Linked DNA regions of Hordeum vulgare: region 2 is linked to region 1. Evidence: chromatin contacts called from public Hi-C data. All regions are on one chromosome and are shown on one strand. The core of a region is the stretch at or near the end of the contact, and the rest is flanking DNA. Distances in the headings are between cores, read along the strand shown.

Region 1 (3,864 bases), core at 511-3,010:
TGCTGAAGACGGGAAGTTGTGTGATCCTCCTATTGGTTTGATAACCTTGGTTCTCACTGAGGGAAATACTTATCTATACTGTGCTGCATCATATATCCCCTCCTCTTCGGGGAAAAACCCAACACAGATCACAAGTATCAGATGTCCGTCCCCCACTCTTTTATTTCCATAGCCATTTGTCTTAATCTCTTTAACCTTCCTATCGCGCCCCCACGACACAATAAGCACACCCATGATAACACATACGCAGAGGATATCTAGGGGCTCTAGTGGCGCTCCCAATGTCTGATGATGACGACGAGCGGCAGTTCACCTTGAGTCCCGTAGTGGACACCCATGTGAGGTTGATGGACCTCTAGGTGGTGTACACCAACGACTCGGTTTGGGTGGAGAGCCATATGTGATCTTAGGCCTTCCTGAAGTAGTGTTAATAAGTAATATCACCATACCCCCCACCTTGCAAAGGTATATCATGCGACAATCTTGTTGATTTGTTCATGAAGTCTCTATCAACTTCAACACTATTGAAACATGTTCATAGAATTGTTATGCAGTGACTTAGACATTTATAAGAATCAGGGGAGTCTCTTCTTGAATTGTAATATATTCACACATTATATTACCTACACTCCTTTTTCCTTTGTGAGTTTACTCTTCAGGATCTCATCAAGATTTTAATGAGATAATATCAACACAAGAATATATGCCACACCTCCTCTTTTCCATTAGATTTTTAGCAAATGTATACAAGGCATATTAATTATCCTCTGAACTTACCAATGAGTTTTATCATTTCGATATTTTCTTATATAAGTTATCAAATAAATAATTACCATCATATGCCATATCATTTTCTTCTTATATCCCTTTCACTTTGTTTTAAAGGAGTTTTTAATGGCACATCACACACATTCTCTTTCCTTATGAGTTTTCTATCGAAGTCCCTCATAAAATGTTTCTAATAAGGTGATGCATGCTATACTTTCAATTCTCCTCATGGGCATTCAAAATAAAAGTGATAAATCATATTTATTGTCTTATAAATTCGCCAATGAGTTTTCTCCTTCTTCAAATATTTTTCTCACATGAGTTTCAAGGATACAATAATTATCGTATGATGATATTTCTTTCTAATTAATTTTTCCACTGGTTTAAAAGGGTTTTAGCGACATATCTATACTACTCTTATCATATTTTTGTCACATGATTTTGAAAGAGAATGTCAAGATTAAGGATTTTTCAAGACAAGAGATGAATATATAAGAAGCCTTCAATGATGCATCATGCAAAAAATTGGCCTCGTATAAGAGGGAGTGTTGAAATTAATTAGCACGTGACTATTATCAATTACCACATGCTAATTAACGGACGTCATTACTAAAGGTGTGTCCAACCGCAAACAATCATGTATGTTCTCTTTATTGTCAAAAGGTACTTGCTTTGATCGCATGCCTCCGAATAGACACATTTTCTTCTATCCCTTTCAGATGCATATATACTTGAAAATAATTTGTTCGTTTTCTTCCGTTTTCATTGTACTGTGACAGAAAGCAATATCGGCGGGACCAAGGAACGACAAGTGGCATGCGTTCCAAGCGACCACGATGTGGGCACGCGTCATCTTTCATGCGCCCACACCACACGACTCGGGTCAGGCTCGGACTTTCGGGGCGGTCTCTGATTCGAAGCAGACGCGCTCCCAGTCCCGGTGGATTTCGACCGACCGTCACGTGCGTAAAGGGAGGGGCCTGCTCCCAGCCCCCGAGCCGGAATGCGACTACTACCACCAGCTCTCGCTGTTGGTTGTTCCGCTGCAGAGATTCCGCGACTCCATCTCCATATCCCACCAGCCAAAACCAGACCGCCGCACGCCCGCACGCCCGCACGCCTCCCCTGACCGCCGGAATCCGCCCGGATCCGCTGCCTCACCTGCTGGCGCTGCGGCCCCACACTTCTATGCAGTGGGTGGAGGCGGCGGTGATGCGTGATTGGTCGCGGCGGCGTTAGGTGCTCTTCTCCGGCCGCGGCGAGCTAGGCCATGGGGTGCATCCAGTCCACGCCGAAGCGGAGGCAGCACCCTGCTGGCTACGAGGACCCCGTACAACTCGCCTCCCAGACCGCCTGTGAGCTCGCTTGCTCGCATCACTTTTCCCCTTTTCTACGCAACCCATTCCGTGAATCCAGCTTCCGCTTCATTTCTCGGAAAAGGGTAAATGGATCCAGCTTCTGCTTCTTGCTAGGCGTTCTAGCCCTCGCGTACTTGGGAATTGGGATTAGGATTTGGAATGGGACTTGTCTTCTGCAGCCGGCCGTGTAGGTTGCCATGGATCCTGTAGCCAGTCGAGGCAATTCGAATAATCTGACCAGTAGATATGCTTAACTTATGTTTTACTTGCTGTGATATTCATCGGCCATCTGCTATTGACCCACCCCCTTCCTTGTGAATTTTGATTCGATGTTTGCCTGACTCCGTGCACTTGTTGTTCTGTTCATGTAGTCAGCGTCAGCGAAGTCGAGGCGTTGTTTGAGCTGTTCAAGAGCATTAGTGGATCAGTGATCGATGATGGTTTGATCAATAAGGTACCGATTTCTTATGAACGTGTGATCCCTTATCAGGTCGACATATACAAACATCAAATAAGCACCTGAGACCTATTTTTGCATACTTTTGTCTGTACCATTCAGACGAAATCGAACATTGCTATGCTGAAATTACATTCCGCTTGTTCCGACCCTCTTACAACTGATTAATTTATGCGGAAATACCCTTTTTCCGTGATTACATTTAGCCATCAATAGTTCTACTATCTCTCAACATACTAAGTGAAAATGGATTCTTGTTGTATATGTCGCCAAACATTTATTCTTGTTGTACAACCCAATGAGCCCGTTTCATAAATAACTATGACACGGTGAAGCCTAGTAGAGCTCGGGAGTACATGCTCCCGGCTCTAAATAAGTATTTTATCTCTTCCAAAAAAAAAGTTTCACACACTTAGGTCAGTATTAGGTAGATTTTGAGTTTCATGCAAAAATTTCCATTCTTGTGGCCTGTGCAAAACATAGAATAAAAATTAAAGCACATAAATGCCTTTTGGCTCATTATTATTATCTTTCCCATGCAGACTACAAGTCAACACATTTTCTCATGAAGAACTTGTTCCTAAGATAACCGTGTCACAAACTCACAATGTGTCCTGCATCAGATATTATTGCAAGTTATATGAACATCATGTAGCTCAAGGTTTTAGTCGTTATCTTGCATCTCATGTTATCGTAGTCTAGCTAAACTTCAAGGCTCATTTCATGCCTTACTGCTTACATAAGCCAACTGCTTGATTGGCATTTTCATATTGCAAAATTTGATTTGATCATTCATGGTAGTGTTCTAGACACCTGGGGAGAATGCTTTCCTTGTCCAGCGTAATTATAAATGTATCTTATGGTTATATATATATCAAAGAATTTGTTACTTGTTGTCATGTTAACCGGCACATATCTGCAATTATATGTACCACAGTGAACTATCATCTCGATGTCATTAGGTACTATATTTACTGGCAACTGAAACTATAAGTAATTTATATTCATATATACGCAGGAAGAGTTCCAGCTTGCATTGTTCAAAAACACAAGGAAGGAAAATCTTTTCGCTAATCGGGTACACATCCCCTTGGCAACCATTCTTATCTGTGATATTACATATTATATGCTGGGGCACAATGTTATCACTACAATTGACTTATATGAAATTGGCCTTGTAGATATTCGACCTTTTCGATGTCAAGAAAAGGGGCGTCATCGATTTTGGCGACTTTGTTCGAGCTTTAAATGTATTCCATCCAAATTTTCCAGTGGAAGAGA
Region 2 (4,456 bases), core at 227-2,726, 260 kb before region 1:
TTTAAGATCACGGTGACAGATTTCCTGCATTTGCAGCATTAGTTCATGAGCACTTGGGTTTTGCATTTGTTTTCTTTCATGAATTTCAAAAGGCAAAGCGTACCATAGAATGGCAGTAGCTGACCCCTGAAAGTAGTTGCTGGAAGAAGTATCTTGCCTGTTGACACGCATAGCAAACAGGTTACATGATTACTTATACTGTTAGCAGACAAGGTTCAGAATAAAGATAATCTGATGACATAGCAAGGTAAGTATGTTCAAGAGCAACCTCATCTTCACTGAATCGGCCCGCGGTGCATATTCTTTCGAAGAGTTCTCCGCCAGCAGCATATTCCATGACGATGGCAAGGTGCGTCGGAGTTACACAAACCTGTCCTCGATATTATTAGCAAGGCAATTCAATTTTATCTAAAGCTGACAATTTGCTTAGTTGAATATCAGGACAGAGACATTCTAGGACAAACTTGGATGATTCTGAACTCATTATCACCAACCATAGTGACCCTGAAATGTAGGGGTTCAGTGCCGCCCAGCCCAACAATACTAAGTTTTGACCAAAAAACCATTACTAATAACTGGCAGAGCAGTCATGACGCAAACATTCAAAAAGATAATCGTCATTTATTCCCAAAAATATTAGGGTGTCAATTCTGCTTTCTGGAAGAAACAGAGTACTTCAGTGTTCATACTTCAGAACCTTCAAATTTATGAAGTATTTAATTTAACCAAACTAATGTAACTGAGAATCAACAAACTTAACAAACGACTAACGAGTCAAGAAGAACGGGCAATTACCTCCTTGAATCGTATGATGTTAGGGTGCCGGAGCGAGCGGTGATTGATGATCTCCCTCTGCACATTCTCATCAATCTGCACGCACACAAACAGACCCCAGAAATCACACATCCAGCAACACAAACCTGCAGCCACAGTCACTACACTGCCATTTATCGAGAATTGATTCTTCAAGAAGAACCCCCAAATCCACGAGTGCTCAACGACCAAACCTCAGAAGTCAGAAGTAAAGAACACAGGGAAGGAACGGAGAACCACGACCACGACATATATACCTTCTTGCCCCTCTCGATGTACTTGACGGCGACGAGCTCTTTGGTGCGCTTGTCCCTGACCAGCCTCGCCACCCCGAAGTTTCCCGTCCCCAACTCCTTCAACGCCTCGTACCTCTCCTCCATCGCCACCACCCGCCCGCCTCAATCCCAACTCCCAAGGTTTCGAGGGGCGGCTCCAACTCGAACGAATCCGACCGCGAGAGAAGCCCGACTCAGAGCAAACCTCCTCCTCCTGCTGCTGCTGCTGGTGGTGGTGGTGGTGCTGCTGCTGTTGCTGACCCAGCAGAGGACCAAGAGGCGGAGAAAAATATAGAGTTGCGCGCGCCGTCACCGGAAAGCGAAGCGAAGCCTCGGCTCGGGGCTGGGGCGGAAGCGACGGAACGAGGGCGGCGGAGAGACGCGCGATGGCCGACACGTGTGGGAGGCAGTGGCGGTTTTTTGAATTGGGGGTGGGCCAGGAGATACGTCGCGGCCGCGTGGGACCCGCCGGGAGCTCACCTAATCGGGGGCGGCAGGCGGGCCCCCCCTTGGTTAGATGGCACGTCCGATGGGGTGACGTGGCATCTCTGGACGCATGGGCTTGACGCGTTGCCCACCTAGGTGTCCTTTTTTTTTCGCAATTTGGTTAGATTTTTGGTTGGGGTTTTCCCACCGTGATGTTCTGACAAATGCGATCCTTTTTTATAATCTCAATTTAAATTCGATCTTGGCTCATCCTTCCCTTGTTTCTTTTAGACAAGACTAGATGCCAGTGCTACCAAGAAATCACCAAGCTCAATGCACGAGAGGAAAACAGGGCTAGCATGATGGGTGTTTGATTCGAGACTAAAACGTCGGACAACCATCTTTTAATCAAGATCGACCAAGTGGGCTAGTATAGTTTTATCGTGATGAATTTAGCTAGTTATCGATCTAAAATATACTTCCTCCATTTTTAAGTACTCTATAAGTTTTTCTAAATTTTTCATTATAGATTATATACACAACAAAATAAATGAACTTAAAACATGTTTAATGGCAGCGCACAAATTTTCTCTTGCATCCGTTCGCAGACAGGGGATTAGTCCATACACATGGATGCGAAGGACGACATTAATGGTAGCCGCATACATTTTTGATAATAATTCGAACCAACCGGATGAAATTCATGCAAACACGGCTGGATTTCATGCAAACATGACGGATTTCGTACAAATACGACGAATTTTATTACATTTTAAACATATTTTCACTAAAAAGATAAAAACTATGTGCATGTACGATCGCGCGGAGCTTCACTCCCATGATCCGTATATGCTATACTAGTCTATGGCCGCTCGCGGTGGATCCCTTTGTCTTCCCCATGTCCAGTAGTCCGCTTGCCGGACTGCCGGAAGCTCCATAAGCATATGCTTCAGCGCAAAGCATGCCTCGCTTCCCCACCGCTCGTCGAAGCGGAACCCCCGACTGATGTTTCAGCAGGAGGGGAAACGGGCACCTCCGCTTCCGTGCAGCTAATGCAGGGTCGACGAAGGTCTTCGCAAGAGAAGAACCGGGAAAGACACCCGGTGTGTACGTCGATGTTGCACCGACGATGGCCTTCATGGGACCCAAGCGGCGGCGGCCTCCCATGTTCTACTTCTCCTCGATGATGACGACGGACGTGGAGGCGCTGGCCACCGACTCGTCACTCTCCGCGCACCCGGCTTCTATCTTTGCCTCCATGGCGCGACCACATGCACGGGATGCGCAATCACCGGCATGGATGGTGCCGTCGAAGACACGAGAGGCGCGATCATCGTCGTGCTCCCTGTTTTATTGGCGTGGAGCAACTCGCCACTCCTCATCAAGCTGGTTTGGGGTGGCTAATTGTTGAACCACGCGTCAGCTTGGGGAGGCAACTAGCTTCGTCGGCTAGGCGAGGAAAGCAGAGCAGCGGGCTGCCTGGCGCATCCTCGTATCCGGCGAGCCACCTAGCCGGCTTGTATATATGCCAGAGAATTCCTCTTCAAAAGTCATCGGAAGAGTGGAGAAAATGGTTAAGGAGAAGATGGGAGAGCGGCGAAGCGGTGCGATTTTTGCCCAGCGTCTAGCCTTGTTTAAATAGAGGGCGGATTGGAGGAGCTCGGTGTGCGTTGCATTTAATGACGGTCCGCTCAGGGATGACGTGTGACCAGGAGTAGGTTTCTCGGCTTCCACGCGAGTTTAATGAAGGCATTTAAATGCGGCCAGGAGACGTGTTCGGCTGGGCATGCGGGCAGTGCCCTCGACCGACGGGCCGCTTCAATGTCAAAGGTAGTGATATGTCGTGTCCGCCCTGAGCCGCCTTCAATGTGGATCGTTGCGCCCTACAATGGCATGAATGCGGGTGGCTGGCGCCGGGCAGGAAGCGCGCACGGGAGGGGAAAGGGTTTTTGAAGGGCCAGGGCGGTCAGAATCAGGCGAAATAGCGGTCCGGACTCTCGGACCCCCCCCCCCCCCGACTTTTGTCTCCCGTTTGTAGGGGAAATCGCGTCCGGGCCATGCCACGGACCGATACAGGACTGTGTTAGATGGATTCCGTGGACCGTACCGCATGGTCCGGACGGGTGCGGAAGGTTTGTGGGTCCGCCTTGAAGATGACCTTATACTCCAAAATACTCTATATAGATCCGAATATAGTCTTTTCTAGTGGAATCTCTGGAAAAAAACTTATATCTTCAAACAGAGGAAGTATGTACATAATATTTTGTTTTATTTTTCAAGTGGTCAAGGTGGGAGGGAATGATCAACCTGATGGAGAAGGAAATAAAAAAATCCGTACGCACACGAAGACCTATCATGGTGATGTCCATCTACGAGAGGAGATTAGATCTACGTACCCTTGTAGATCGCTAAGCGGGAAGCGTTAAGAAACACGGTTGATGTAGTGGTACAGTTTCATGATTCAAATCACCGTCGTCCCACAATCTGTCCCACGGTCCGTTTCGATCTACCGCCGAACGGACGGCACCTCCGCGTTCAGCACACGTACAGCTCGATGACGATCTCGGCCTTCTTGATCCAGCAAGAGAGATGGAGAAGTAGATGAGTTCTCCGGCGGCGTAACGGCGCTCCGGTGGTGGTGATGATCTACTCCAGCAGGGCTCCGCCCGAACTCCGCAGAAATTCGATCTAGAGGTAAAACTATGTGGAATAGGCTAGAGTTGCACGGGGCAAAGTTGTGTCTCGAAAAGCCCTAAACCACCAATATATATAGGAGGAGGGGAGGGGCTAGCCTTGGGGCACAAGGGCCCCAAGGGTGCGCCGGCCGAAGGGGGAGGAGGACTCCTCCAATTCGGTTTGGGAAGGAGGAGTCCTCCTCTTCCTTCCCACCTCCCTCTTTCCTTTTTTTCTTTTCTTTCGTTTGGTATTTTTACTTGTGGCGT

What was found. A called contact is a pair of places that touch in the nucleus more often than the background predicts.
Region 2: a contact with region 1 is called in a Hi-C map of leaf, with 2.8 times the contacts expected there. The contact joins the promoter of LOC123439125 here to the promoter of LOC123439114 in region 1. A contact is called at or near these places in 3 of 6 Hi-C or Micro-C datasets (leaf and seedling) and 1 of 1 datasets of contacts at active chromatin or transcription factors (embryo).

Annotation. Positions count from the first base shown.
Region 1 is chr1H:382,484,164-382,488,027 of MorexV3_pseudomolecules_assembly, reverse strand. LOC123439114 (calcineurin B-like protein 1) reads left to right here and starts at 1,760. Exons shown (of 8, transcript XM_045115865.1): 1 at 1,760-2,123; 2 at 2,498-2,580; 3 at 3,602-3,661; 4 at 3,765-3,864. The coding sequence starts at 2,039.
Region 2 is chr1H:382,741,438-382,745,893 of MorexV3_pseudomolecules_assembly, reverse strand. LOC123439125 (serine/threonine-protein kinase SAPK3) reads right to left here and starts at 1,476. Exons shown (of 9, transcript XM_045115876.1): 1 at 1,071-1,476; 2 at 796-870; 3 at 269-370; 4 at 104-157; 5 at 1-24. The coding sequence starts at 1,193.